Linked DNA regions of Mus musculus: region 2 is linked to region 1. A link is a contact called in public Micro-C data. All regions are on one chromosome and are shown on one strand. Each heading gives the region's core, a stretch centred on a gene start, on an enhancer-like site or on the middle of the called end of the contact. The rest is flanking DNA. Distances are from core to core; before and after follow the strand shown.

What was found. A called contact is a pair of places that touch in the nucleus more often than the background predicts.
Region 2: a contact with region 1 is called in a Micro-C map of embryonic fibroblasts, with 2.3 times the contacts expected there. The contact joins the enhancer-like site here to the promoter of 4933417E11Rik in region 1. A contact is called at or near these places in 10 of 39 promoter capture datasets (the 3T3-L1 cell line, 3T3-L1-derived adipocytes, HPC-7-derived erythroid cells and 7 more), 1 of 15 datasets of contacts at CTCF or cohesin (the NIH/3T3 cell line), 2 of 484 Hi-C or Micro-C datasets (the C2C12 cell line and embryonic fibroblasts), 2 of 115 datasets of contacts at active chromatin or transcription factors (the NIH/3T3 cell line and fibro-adipogenic progenitors) and 1 of 9 other capture datasets (embryonic stem cells).

What each region holds. Positions count from the first base shown.
Region 1 is chr1:72,002,356-72,009,224 of GRCm38.p6, forward strand. 4933417E11Rik (RIKEN cDNA 4933417E11 gene) reads right to left here and starts at 2,840. Exons shown (of 3, transcript NR_040454.1): 1 at 2,657-2,840. It also overlaps the pseudogene Gm5528.
Region 2 is chr1:71,760,901-71,767,769 of GRCm38.p6, forward strand. No RefSeq gene overlaps it. Among named protein-coding and RNA genes, the nearest start is that of Gm39660, 23 kb to the left of the region's middle. Within about 2 kb of position 2,806, at least 45 of the 459 cell types and tissues checked have an H3K27ac peak or open chromatin away from gene starts, as enhancers often do. A contact at or near this core is called in the C2C12 cell line, the NIH/3T3 cell line and embryonic fibroblasts, where this site is marked.

The sequences.
Region 1 (6,869 bases), core at 1,590-4,089:
CTTTTGAGGTTCAAGAACACTTAATGGGCACAACAAAGTAGGACATTATAAAATGGACTCTCAGCAGTAAGAAAGTATGAGACTGCCAACCCATTCTTCTCTTGCAAAGAATGCAACAGGAAAAGGGAAAGAGTATGCAGCTTGCCTGAATGCTCTCTGAGAAGGCCCAGCTGTCCTCTGAACAGCAAAATGCAGCTTCGGAAAGCAGAGCTAAGCCTCTCTGGCTGATTGAAAAAATATGTACAGTCTGAGAGTAAACACAGGGCTAAGAACATCTTGCTGTGCACCGTGTGGTCAGCAGGCTCTGCTGAGCTCTTAATACACAGCAATTATCCACAGTGCTGACTCATGCTCCTGAACTCCACAGATGTCTTCCATTTTTAGAGACTCTTTTAGGAGCCTCTCCATCTTTCTCGTGGGTGGCTGGTGTGGACTTTCAAAGGAAAAATCCAAGAGAAGACTTTCAGTGGGAGCACCCAGCCGGAGCCCCCCAGAAAGTGGGTGCCTCATAAGAACATTCCAGAAGCTGCTTGGTATTTCATGGTCTAGCCTGGAAAGTGACGTGCTGTTTATTTCTGCTCTGTCCTATTGATTGAAGCGGTCGTAAACGCATGCTCAGGGTTGAAGGGTTGGGGGATTTAAATTCTACTTTTCAATGGAAGAAAATCAAGATGTAAAGATCCTCTCTTAAAACCAGAACACTGGGCCTGGCAAGAAGATTCAGTAGATAAGGGCGCCAGCTGCCAAGCACAGTGAGCTGCAGTTACTCTCTAGACCTGATGAAGTGGAAGGAGAGAATCAACTCAAAAAACGCTGTCCTCTGACCACACACACACACACACACACACACACACACACATGCTCACTGTGGCATATGCATGCCTACACAGAGACACACAAAAGGGGGGGGGGGTTAAATGATACTAAAAACAAAAACCAGAAGGCGTCACCTTCTCCTTTCACACAGAGGGTCCAATGTTTACGCTGTTCTGCAGACACCATATTGCAAGGAAGACAGAAGAGCTAAGGGACTCAGAGACATCAGCCCTGGCGATACTGAGCTAATGAGCCAATCAGAAAACTATTAAAACCTCCAGACCTTTGATGATATGAGAAAAACCAACTCTAATTTATTTAAGACATTCTCAAGTTCTTTTATTGCTTATAGCAAAATAGTTTCCAGCCAGTGTACCACCTCCGCTGACAGACATAAGGAGGAGTGGGCTACCATCAATGGACCAGCATCCGGAGGAAGCCAGACATATAGAGTTAAGAAAGCTATGTGAAGGCATTTTGGACTTTTATTATAGCTTCTGAGGTCTCATCAACTCTGGCTAAGCCTCAGAGAATTTCAAAGCAAAGCATATTTGTAGCTAACTGACATAAATTTCGGGTATAAAACTGACATGAAAAATGCATTATCCTTAAAAATTGGTAGAGCACTTAATGACTACAAAGCACTTCCTGGTCTTCAGCCCCGTAATTGGAGTAGGTGATTTACACTCTCGTTTTCACTCAGTGTCAACCAACCACAATGTACAAAATGAAGACATTTGTCTCATCCAAGAAATTATACCCTTAGAAAACAAAGCCCAGACAACGCATCAGGGATTCGGAAAGAGTGAAGGAATGTCAAGTGCTCCTCCAAAAGGCAAGCTGAGAAAAAGCTCAAAACCAGTGAACTCCTCCCTCCTCCGATGCAAGGACCCATTCCAGCTTCATACTGGAATATAGAAACTGAGAAAGAAGACCTCACAGCCCCGCCCCCTCTGCCCCCTCCCACTCGTGAGCTCACCAAGCTGGGTTTGTTTGGGGGTTTATTTATCTCATGTACAGAGCACGTGGGCTCTCAAGATTGTTCCTTTTATCTTAAAATGAAGTTCATAAAAGTGAATTATCTCGGCCGCAGCCATCGTCCAGTAACTCGCCAAAATGACGAACACAAAGGGAAAGAGGAGAGGCACCCAATATATGTTCTCTAGGTCTTTTAGGAAACATGGCGTTGTTCCTTTGGCCACATACATGCGAATCTACAAGAAGGGTGATATTGTAGACATCAAGGGAATAGGCACTGTTCAAAAAGGAATGCCCCATAACTGCTACCACGGCAAAACTGGAAGAGTCTACAATGTCACCCAGCATGCCGTGGGCATCATTGTAAACAAGCAGGTTAAGGGCAAAATTCTGGCCAAGAGGATCAATGTGCGGACTGAGTACATCAAGCACTCAAAGAGCAGAGACAGCTTCCTGAAGCGGGTGAAGGAGAATGATCAGAAGAAAAAGGAAGCCAAAGAGAAGGGCACCTGGGTGCAGCTGAAGCGCCAGCCTGCTCCATACAGAGAAGCACACTTTGTGAGGACTAATGGAAAAGAACCTGAGCTGTTGGAGCCCATTGCATGTGAATTCATGGCCTAAAGTACAAAAGAAATTAAGTACCAGTACCAAGAAAAAAAAAAATAAGTTAATTATCTCATCTCTCAGAGATGAGATGTACAAGATCTGTGCATAGACTTGGACTCTGAGATCCAGTTACATTCTGGAGTTCAATACAACTCCCAATACTTGGCAGTATTTGGAAAGCTTGGAGCTTAACAAGCAGAACGGGAACTGCGGGACTGTTCCTAGAAACACTTCCACTCCCCATCAGATGATTCACCTGTGGATCTCCGCGGAGGTTTCAGTGTGTGCTCAGACCTCACACCACAGGACTCTCCTGGAGGGGAGTTTCCAATATTGACTTAGGAAAGGTCAGCTCTTGCTTAGTGCCAGAACCATGGTGGGTTGCAGCCAGAGCCTCTGGACTCCATTCCTGCATCCCACCCTTCCCAGTATGCAGGACTGAAGACTTAGCATTGGGGGGGGGGGGCTGCTCCTCAGATCTCCAACAGAACCAACTGCCCACTAGTGTACCACATCTCCTCAGAGGTGGTCCAGTAAGATGGAACTCCTAGACGGGCTGCAAGCTTCAAGTGGCCCTTGGAAGTCCGTGGGTTTTGAGCATTTAACTCTTCTCCTAATCTTTAACACGTGACCTCTAAATCCTAGGTCTGGAGCCCTGAAAATTCTAATGAAACGCAATGACTAGTGTAAGACAGTATTGTTTTTCATTTGCTTGCTTGTGAGTTGGTTCTGTGTTTTTGTTGTTTTTGAGTGAATAGGAAAACACGATTACACTTTTTTTTTTTCCTGAAGCTTCCACTTTCCTCAAATTTTCCATTTGGCGGCTATGTATTAAGCCTATTCTTTGTGACCCCAGCTAGTCATTATCATTATGAACGAGAAAATAGAGCAGATGTCTATTTGGATAATGGTGCTGACTTAGTAATCTAGGGAACACTCTTATGGAGGAAAGAGCTCCAGTGAACACCATGTGTGTGATCGGGGCAGAAGTGCAGTTCACCGGAGACATCGTACCAGCTCCATCAGAAGTAATGAGATGTGCACGTGCCTGTGTCTATGTGCTCAGCTGCACATTTGCAATGTGTCGATTCAGAAAAAAAATGAGATTTCTGATTTGCAATGTGTTTGGTTTTCCTGTTTTCCCAGCAATGAATAAAAACCTGTCTTGTAAGGTCAAAACAGCTTACATACAATACCTTCACATGCCGTATAGGATCCTAGCAAAATCTGCATGCACGCTCAGGAATCACTCTCTCTAGAACCAGCATCCTGTTGCAATCCCTAAATGGGTCCTTGAGCGCTAACCAAAACAGTGTTAGCACTTCAAAGTTCACAGATGCGTAAATTAGACAGGAAGGTGAAGGATCAAGGAAGCAGGTTTCTTCATTTCTAACTGCTGCCATCTGGTGTGAATCTAACTCCCGGGGAGAAGCAGACTGGCAGGTGACAGCTTAGAGCATGGCCGGTCCTTTAGGAATGCCACCCAATCCTTTTCCTTGTAATTGGTACCTGCGTTTACATAGATTTACATAAATTATGTATCCGTTCAGATCCTCTTAGTGCCCATTTAGCATTAAAATAATTTGATATTTTTAAGATACCAAGTCTCTTATTTCCTTTCTCTTTTTTCATCTTGCTGTGTTACTCTGTCACTGTGGGCCCCACAGTGGTATCTGTCAATGGAGAAGTCATTCATTTATTGTGTCATGTAAATTGAGGGAATCTGCAATCTTGGCCTGTCCTTTTCACTGTCAATCCAGAGCCAACTTCTGTAAACTTTCTAGGGCTGGATGTGGGAAACAATGAAGATAACACTGCCTTCCTGCTGGTCCCAGAGGAGGCAAAACCTCCTAGCAGATAAACATGGCATGCCTGATTCCCACAGCACAACAGAAGTAGGCAAGCTTGGGGTCACTGGTGTAGTCCCTTCTATTGTGATGATGGTGCTCTCTGCACATTCAACTGTATATCCATCCTGTCCTTTTCAGAAAGGACTCAGGGCATGTCCTCTTCTCTGCTTCCTGGAAGTTCTCACTGACAGTGCTTTGTCGGGCGCTCGTTGCTCTGGTCGTCCGTGACACTCTCTTCTCTGCTATCCAAAGGCACTTAGGAACACTCACATGCCCTCAAGCCCAGCCCCCACACTGACATGAAGCTGTCCTATATACTACAATGGATTTCTTTCTTCCTTGTATTCCAGTGATGAGACCGCTAGAGGATCTTGGGCTTGAAACTTACACAGCCCTGCAGCTCTGCACTGGCGTGTGTATTAGTAGTCCTTGGAGAAGTTGGGCCCTACCCTCCCAGGGAGCTAAATTAACCATAGTGGAACAGATCTCAGCAGTGCAAGCCTTGGTATTCAAAGCATGAGCCAGAGTTGAGAATGCTATAAAACTCACTGGATTTACCAGTAAAGGAAATCTTCACTTGGGAGGGTGTAAACTCACAGAAAGATAAGCTTGGGGTCTCCCCCACTTTCAATGCACACACCATTTTCTTTTCCTGTAGAAGTGATTATTAAATATTTTTAAGAAATAAAATTTTTTTTAAAAAAGAAAGAAATAGAAGAAAACCAAGAGGTTCACCCAGGGTTGAAATTTAGGAGACATATTTGTCTTCCGGGTAATCCTGTCGGGAGTTTAATAGAAAATGAAATCTTTCTTGAGTACAAGCTCTTACTCTCCCCAGCTTTACGGTGACTCTGAGACTCGTGGTCTCCTGTAACCTGTAACATAAGAACAGTAACATAGACCCTACTCGGCAGCCTTCTCGGTGGCTCCAGCGGGACCTGGCTTCTCAGTTCAGGTCCTAGAAGTCAAGAGTTGGTTTGTTAGAATTTTAAGTGGAAGCTCCTTAGTCTAAATCTTCTAACTAATCCAAGGGTTAGTCTTCCCCAGGCTCCAGAGAGTTCCTCAGACACTTCCCCAGGAGTGTTAGATGACCCTTATTCTAAAAGCCAACAGGGATCTGCGTTAGCTAAGCAGCTCTTTGGCCTCTCTTGAAGTGCCTTTTAGAACCCTTAGTTTCCTTTTCACTAAGCGAGCACTAAGCCTTAACCTGAGACCTTTGAATATTAACAAAGAACAAGAACCCAGGAACGATCATATTCCCATGACTAAACCAGAAACTATAGCAAAACCAGTCACAATGTCGATGCTCAGCCAAAAAGGTGCATTTCAATCTCATATAGCTAAGGAGTCTTGGTTAAATCATGCTCAACAACTCCGTGCCATGCAAAGACAGATTATTTGTGATCTATACTATACTATGTGGCTCCCCTTACATTATACTTATTGCGCATGAGCTTCTAGGCTTTCCAATGGATTACTTTAATGAGCTGGGCAATACTGTGTACACATTGCTCCATCTCATCCTCACAGGAACCTCAGAAGGTAAGTGTCACCACAGGTGAAAATTATTTCCCAGGTGATTCAGATAGCATCGGCCCTAGGGGATGGGTGAGGGGCAGGGAAGGGGCTCAATCAGTAAAGTGCTGTCTATACAAGCTCGCAGACTTGAGTTTCTACCTCTAGCATCCACGCACAACATCAGCATACACTCTGAATGCAAGCACTGAGAAGGCAGAGACAGGAAGTTCTCTGGAACTGGGAGGCCAGCCAGACTATCTGAATCAATGAGTTCCAGAATCGGTGACAGGCTCTGCCTCAAAAAGTATCATGGAAGCAGGGCCGTGGTGGTGCACACCTTTGATACCAGTGTTCCAGAGGTGCACTGGTCATCAACAACTGGTATCTATATGTATAGTCTCACACACACACACACACACACACACACACACACACGCACACGCACACGCACACGCACGCGCACGCACACACACACACACCCCACCAGGACTTGAACTCCTGTTGGTCCAGATGGAAAGGATGGACTTTCCAGGATGTATGTGACTTCCGTCTCTGCTGAAAGAACAAAAGGAGCGCGTGTTGCTCAAATGCTCACCTTCCCTGCTCCAGACTGATCTGGGTAGCCTCACGTTTGAGAAGACAGGCTGAATCGGTGCCTATAAGGATCCACTCTCAAAGCAGGTTTTTCAGAAACACGTATTTTAGTTAAAATCCGCTGATTGGAATTTCCACAGTGATAGTTTTGCCCAACTTCCAAAAACAGATGGATTTAAATAATTTGTCTTGTAGGGCCTGGTAGTGTAAGAGTATCCAAGCCTTTTGTTGTTTTGTTTGCTGGTATAGTATTATTACTATTACTATGACTATACACTACAATCCAATTTTCTTTCAAATAATCATTTTGCCGTGAATATGAGTCATCTGTCATCAGTATGAAGGGGAAAGGCTCACTTCCTTTTCCATGGAAGATATAAAGGCTTGCTTTTTATTGATTTTTTCCCCCTAAGAAACTCAAATTTTTATATAATAATGGAGAGCTTTGAATATGGGGAGATGTGTCCCACAAGCGTGTTGAGTGAACACGTGGAAACATATCTTCTC
Region 2 (6,869 bases), core at 1,556-4,055, 240 kb before region 1:
CTTCTTCTTCTTCTTCTTCTCCTCCTCCTCCTTTCCTTCTATTTCTCCTCCTCCTCCTCCTCTTCCTCCTCCTCTTCCTTCTTTCCTTCTTGGTATTACAAAAAGCACTGTAGCAGTAAAAACCTTTTTCTGTACATGGCTTTGCACCCATGGAAAACTACTGCTGAAAGATAAGTTCTAAGAACTGGGTCAAAGTTCTCTCAATTCATTGTCTTCATGGATATTGTCTAACTAAATACTTACCACAAAGTTACACTGAGTTAAAGACCCTTAAACAATTCCAATATCCAGCTCTGCAAAATCCTAACACTAGATTTAATAATTAAAAAAATATTGTATATATGTAAGTACACTGTCACTGTCTTCAGACACACCAGAGCCATCTGTCCAGCCCCTTAAACATTTTCATAATCATTGTCAACACAAGTTAGAACATACCTTACAGTCATATGCTGTAGTTTGTAAGGCTAAAAAAAAAAAAAAAAAAAAAAAAAAACAAAAAAACAAAAAAAAAACCCAAAAGATCTTATTATAATTTTGTATGTGCTGAATTTCTTTTGGGAATTAGGAGACTCAAAATGGGGAATATGCAAGTCTCTTCAGGAGCCTAGCAGACTTTCAGCTGCTTTCATATCTTGGCTTTCCACTGTTGGAGTCAGGAGAGGTGGCCAACTGTACCAGTGTTCTCTATGTCTATAGAATGACTACTGTCTGCATAAAATTCATATGTCATGATCTCAGGAGATGGGGACTTTAGTAGGTTTTTAAATGATAATGCGATCAACAGGGCAGAATCCTAATCCTATAGAAAAGAAAGAACTCCTCAGCTTTGTGAGGACGCAGAAAACAGGAAGCTGTCTAGTTAGGTGAGAAGGGAGCTCTCACCACTGTGGCGGCGCTCTGATCTCAGACACATACTTTTAGAACTATGAAGAAATACATTTGTGTTATTCAAACAATTCATTCTATGGTAGTATGTCATGGCAGGCCAAACAGACTAGGGCATCCATGAGACAGAAGTGGAACTCCCAGGAGAGGATAGAGCATGGATCTGCTTTGGTCAGACCCAAAAGACTGCCTGGAGCTGGGAAGGGAGACTCTTTCTTTTTCTTTTTTCCGAGACAGGGTTTCTCTGTGTAGCCCTGGCAGTCCTGGAACTCACTCTGTAGACCAGGCTGGCCTCGAACTCAGAAATCTGCCTGCCTCTGCCTCCCAAGTGCTGGGAATAAAGGTGTGCGCCACCACCACCTGGTAAGTCAGACTCTTAAAGATACTAAAAAAACCCAGCCCAGGGGTGGGAAGGCCCTCAGGAAAGAAGCAACGAAGTGCTCAGAGAAGAGTCAACTTCAAACCTCTTAAGTCCATAGTGGTTCACATTTTCCCCCACAGGAAAGATCTCCCTGGCTGAGTGTGCTCCCCTAGAAGGGTAGAAGGTATCCAAAGGCAGCACTTAGATTTTATACCATGAACTTAAAGTGCTCAAGTTAGTGAGCCCCACCTGGAACTCTATCCCAGGACTTCATGGATTCCGAGGCCGCAGCTTTTCAGGGTCGGGCTTTTCGCCTTACCTGTCTTCTCACCTTTTCAAAATTAACTCTTCTCACTCCACTCCACCAAATTTCTCATTCAAGTTCAAAGGAGAAAGCCATTCTCTCAAATACTCTTGGATAACCATGAATGTTCCTTGTGTTTCCCTGATCCATCGTCCTGCCCTAAACAGATGCTCCTGAACACACTCCATACCCAACTGTGTTCTCTTTACATCCCTGTATCCCAGCCGTCTCTATCTCCTGCTTAACCTATGGTATTAATTTACTTAGTAGCCTTTCACATCTTCAATGGAACCTTCTAGTTCTCTGTCTCATGTTGTAGCCCAGCCATCAAAGGTCAGGTCGTACCCCTCTTTCATGCCCTGATTGTTGTAATATCTGTAACTGTAAAGTCCTTAATATCTTGTGCTTGCCCAGGTCACCAGTCTCACCCCTCCTACCTCCCCAGTACTCACCAGCTTTGACCTCGTGGCTCTCCGCTTAAGTCCAATGTCTTCCCTGAACCTCCAATCAAACTACAGTCTTCTATCATATATGATTTCTAAGAGTCTAAGATTCCCACCCACTGTCTCTTGTGTTAACTGGATTTTAAGTAGATGTTTAAGAAAATGATAATATTAATTTAGCATTAGTCACTGCCACTTGACTGAACTCCTCAAGGATAGGCATCCTTATCTCATCCCAATCTCTCTTCCCCGGTACTCAGTTGAGAAGCTTGAACATTTAATATTCATTAAGTGATGGGCTTTAAAAATTCTGCTCATACTGGAAGAGATGCAAGGAAGACTATCTGTGGGTCGCAGCCACAAAAAGGGACTTCTCCTTGCATTTCCTGGGAAAGATGGTTTCTTTTGCATCTTTGGGTCTTGCCCTAACAGTGAGACTCACATGTTAGTAGGATACTAAGCAGAAATATGGTATAATTTTTATCATTTAACTCACTCTCAAAGTAGCTGCTCATTTCCATTCCAGATTCTAGCTAGAGATGTTGGGTCATTTCTAAGAACATCAGTTAGGAGAGAGCAACACACAGCTTGCAATACATTGTTATTTTTTAAGTCCCCACTCCCAAACAAACAAGTGATTGCATAAAAAAATTAACTCACTTATGTCATGTACACTATGTTGATTTAAGGTTCTGTAGAAAGGAGAAAAGTGTTTTGCTTTTCAGTGTAAAGAGCTAGTCTAGAGGCATATGTTAGACCCACTCTAGTCCTTGCCCAAATATGGTGACATAACATTCTGGGTTAAGACAACTAGCCTGGATTTATAGCTTGAAATCCAGACTGGGTGAAATAGGATCCCAGTGAGTCAAAGTGTGTGATTGTTCCCAAAGTCTGGATGGAGGCCAGTCATTCATAGCTTGCTATTTCCAGTGAGATCCCGAAACACAAACACTTTTAGTCATCGTTAACAACAATCAAGAGATGTAAAATCACAGTGGGGCCTTCTAGTTAAAGCTGTAAAGTACATACCCATACTGTCTAAAAGCACCTTCCACATGTCGTTCATGTCTACCAGTATGTTTAGAACTGCAGAGTCCCCATGCTGTAAAACCTGACAATACAGGAATGTAAAACAAAGTATTAACTGTTTGATATAGGATTAACTGTTGACAAGTCCAGGAAACTTGTCAACACACTCAGGATTAGAATTTGTATGGTCACAACTTATTTTAGGGGCATTTTCTCGAAGGCCAAGTCAATATTTGTAGACCCTGGGCTGAGCTGAGTGGCAGCCAGTTCTGTGTGGCATGCGGCACTTTAGGTGGCGATTCCTGGATGATCCCCACCTTTCCCCATCCCTCCTAGCTAAAGCCAACCTTTATACCTGCAGAGTCTGGAATTTGCCATTCCTTAGGGGCAGAGGTCCTGCCTTCTTTGAAAACCCAGACACTCCTTAGAAAGGCAGTTACTTCTCAGGACATTAATCAGCCCACCTTATGTAGAAATAAAATATACTATCAATGCAATAACTTACTCTTAACCTCTCAAACTAAATCTTCTGCAAATTTTAAGTAGATGGTATTTGTCTCAGCCTGTGTGAATAGGCTTGCAGAAGTTCTCATAAGGTGACTTGCCGTTTAAAGCCGACTGACGCATACACTGTCTTCTCTGAGGAGAAGGGAGGGATGTGCTTGGAAGGCAACGGTCAGAATGAACCCAATGCCACACGATACCCCACTGATGTCTATGACCAACACGTATTGATAAAAATTGTATTACATGTGTTTATTGTGTATGAGCACATACATGTGCGTGCATGTGGATATGGGCATGTGTACCACAGCATACATATGGAGGTCAGAGGACAGCTTTCAGGAGTTGGTTCTCTCCTTCTTCTATGTGGGTCTCAGGGGTCAAACCTAGGTCATCAGGCTTGGAGTCAAGTGCCCTTACACTCGGAACTGCCTCATCAGCCCAAGAAATTTTAAAGTTTAAAAAAAAAAAAAAACTTGTGTGTGCGCGCTGGTGCACGAAAGTACACATGAACACAGGTGTTTGAGGAGGCCACAGGTGTCATATTCCCCTGGAGTTGGAGTCACAGGTGTTGGGAGCTGTCAGACACTGGTGCTGGGACTTTAACTCCGGTCTCCTGCAAGAGCAGCATGCACTCTTAACTTCCGAGCCTTCTCTCCAGCCTCCTCAATAGAGAGGTTTAAGTGAAGAAGCAGATGGGTGGAATGTCAACACACATGGCAGTGATGTGAAGAAGAGAATGAGAGGGAAGTACATTGACCTGGAAATGGTCTCTGCCAGCACAGTCTCTTCCCACGCGGTGCTGAGGCTGGGTTTGTAGACATTGTTGTTGCATATGCTTGTGGGTTTGAAGAAAACGGAGCTGAAATGATTAGAAAGAACTAGGGGGGAAATCCGCAAGTGCTCTCTCTGTTTGACAACACTGAAACCCACAGAAAAGTGCAGCAACCAGCTGAAAAACTTCAGCTCTGCTTCTACAAGAAAGCATCTTTCTCTACTTTTCATGTTGGAATAGATAAAAGCTGTGACTTGTTCTCACAATCAAAAACCCTTAAGCCAGAAAGCCATGGTATCCTTTGAAGTTTTAGGAGTTTGTATCACTAAACAGCATGTCCCAAAGATTCTGAAAGGCACGAGTTAGAGATTGGCTAGTTTAACTACTGGCTTATGCTCCTGTTAGCAGCGACTGGTAGTATTTTCACACTGAGAGTTAGTTTTGCAGAAATTAAAATATATCTGTATTTTGGTCATGCCTTACTTTCCCCTAATTGAAGCTGACATTTAAGTCCCCGTCAGGTTTCTGCCTATTAATTTTCATGTCTAGATCTAGAAAAATCTATATGATGTCATGGGATGTGTCTGGGTCTGGTGCCATGTTTTGATATGTGATGCTACGTCAGGACATCTCACCAAAGCAGACGGTAATAAAGAAGTTCATGGGCTGGCAGAATGGCTCACTGTGTAAGGATGCTTGCAACAGACCAGAAGAGATGGGTGCCATCCTAGGGATATATGAATCTATGTGGTGGTGGCTGGAAAGAACCAACTCTCTAAAGTTGACCTCTGACCTCTCCATGGGCCTGGTGGCACCCACACTTGCTCACAAAATAAATACATTAAAAATATAACGTGGCCAGACGGTGGTGGCGCACGCCTTTAATCCCAGCACTTGGGAGGCAGAGGCAGGCGAATTTCTGAGTTTGAGGCCAGCCTGGTCTACAAAGTGAGTTCCAGGACAGCCAGGGCTACACAGAGAAACCCTGTCTCGAAAAACAAAACAAAACAAATAAATAAATAAATGTAAAAACTTAAGAAAAAAGAAATTTATACCATGCTGCAGGCAGACAACCGCTTTCCTTGGTAAACTCTAGAAATGTTGGTTTGTGATCAAACAATTTATATTCTCGTCACTGAAAATTACTATCCTAATTTAATTAACTAAACTTTCATAGTTAAATACCCCCAGCCTAACCCCAAATTATAACTATCATAATAATTGGCCATGTAGTCATTCACTTTGCCTGTTTTTATGGCTCATATAGTTAGTAGCCTTAGTGGCCTTAGAGTACACTTCCTCTTAACAACAGATTTTAAAAGCATCATTGAGCTGATTGTGTCATTTCTCAAATTTCTTCTCTTCAAATTATTTATTTATTTATTTATTTGGTTTTTCAAGACAGGGTTTCTCTGTAGCCCTGGCTGCCCTGGAACTCACTTTGTAGACCAGGCTGGCCTCGAACTCAGAAATCCGCCTGCCTCTGCCTCCCAAGTGCTGGGATTAAAGGCGTGCACCACCACTCCAGGCTTCAAATTTTTTATAATATTACTCTTCCTTTTTCTCCAATCTTCATTCTACTTTCTGCTCTCCCCAAAGCTCCCTCCACCATTTGTGTATTTTGGTTTATAAACCAGATTCTTACATATCTGTGATAAAGTATGATGCTTTATTAAGTATGAGTTTTATATTCTACAAAATGGTATCACATGGCAAACTATGTTGAATTGCTTCCCTTCTGCACTCGGGGCTTGGATCACCTCTGTTGCTATGTGTTGATGTGGCTAATGGTGCTACAGAGCCATTTGTAAGATGTGCTTCCCCCATGTAACCTAGTGATAGGTGGGCATCACCTTCAATTTCTAGAAGGATGGGAGTGCTAAAGTTTTGTTAAAATGTGGAGAGATGGGTGTTCTGGGGAAGCCAGTGGTGGCTATAATGTTGAGTTTCATTTCTTGTTAGAAGTTCTAAATGAACTTAAAGAGAAGGCATCTTGCTCTAGAGAGCCTCCAGCCAAACAGCTGGTTCTCAACAGACAGCTGTAGACTCGTGACCATGAGCCTAAAAGTTAAAGCAAATGACACTATCTACAAGGAATGCTCCGCCTGTGGAGTCTGAGCTGTTGAAGGCAGAACTCGGACCGGCAGACGCAAGGGAGAGCAGATGCAGGGACTTTCAAGACAGATGAATTGTAGCAATTCTGCATAGAAATGCTATATCAGATTGGTCCATAAATTATTCTCTGTGGGAAGGAGGGAAGGAGGGAAGGAGGGAAGGAGGGAAGGAGGGAAGGAGGGAAGGAGGGAAGGAGGGAAGGAAGGAGGGAGGGAGGGAGGGAAGGAGGGAAGGAAGGAGGGAGGGAGGGAGGGAAGGAAGGAAGGAAGGAAGGAAGGAAGGAAGGAAGGAAGGAAGGAAGGAAGGAAGGAAGGAAGGAAAAAAGGAAGGTAGGTTTCATGAGAACACAGCTATACTTCTCTGTTGTGAGTTGTCTGTGGCTGTTTTCCTGCTCCAAGGGCAGAGTTATGTGACATCAACAGAGATGGTATTGACCTGCAGAAAATATTT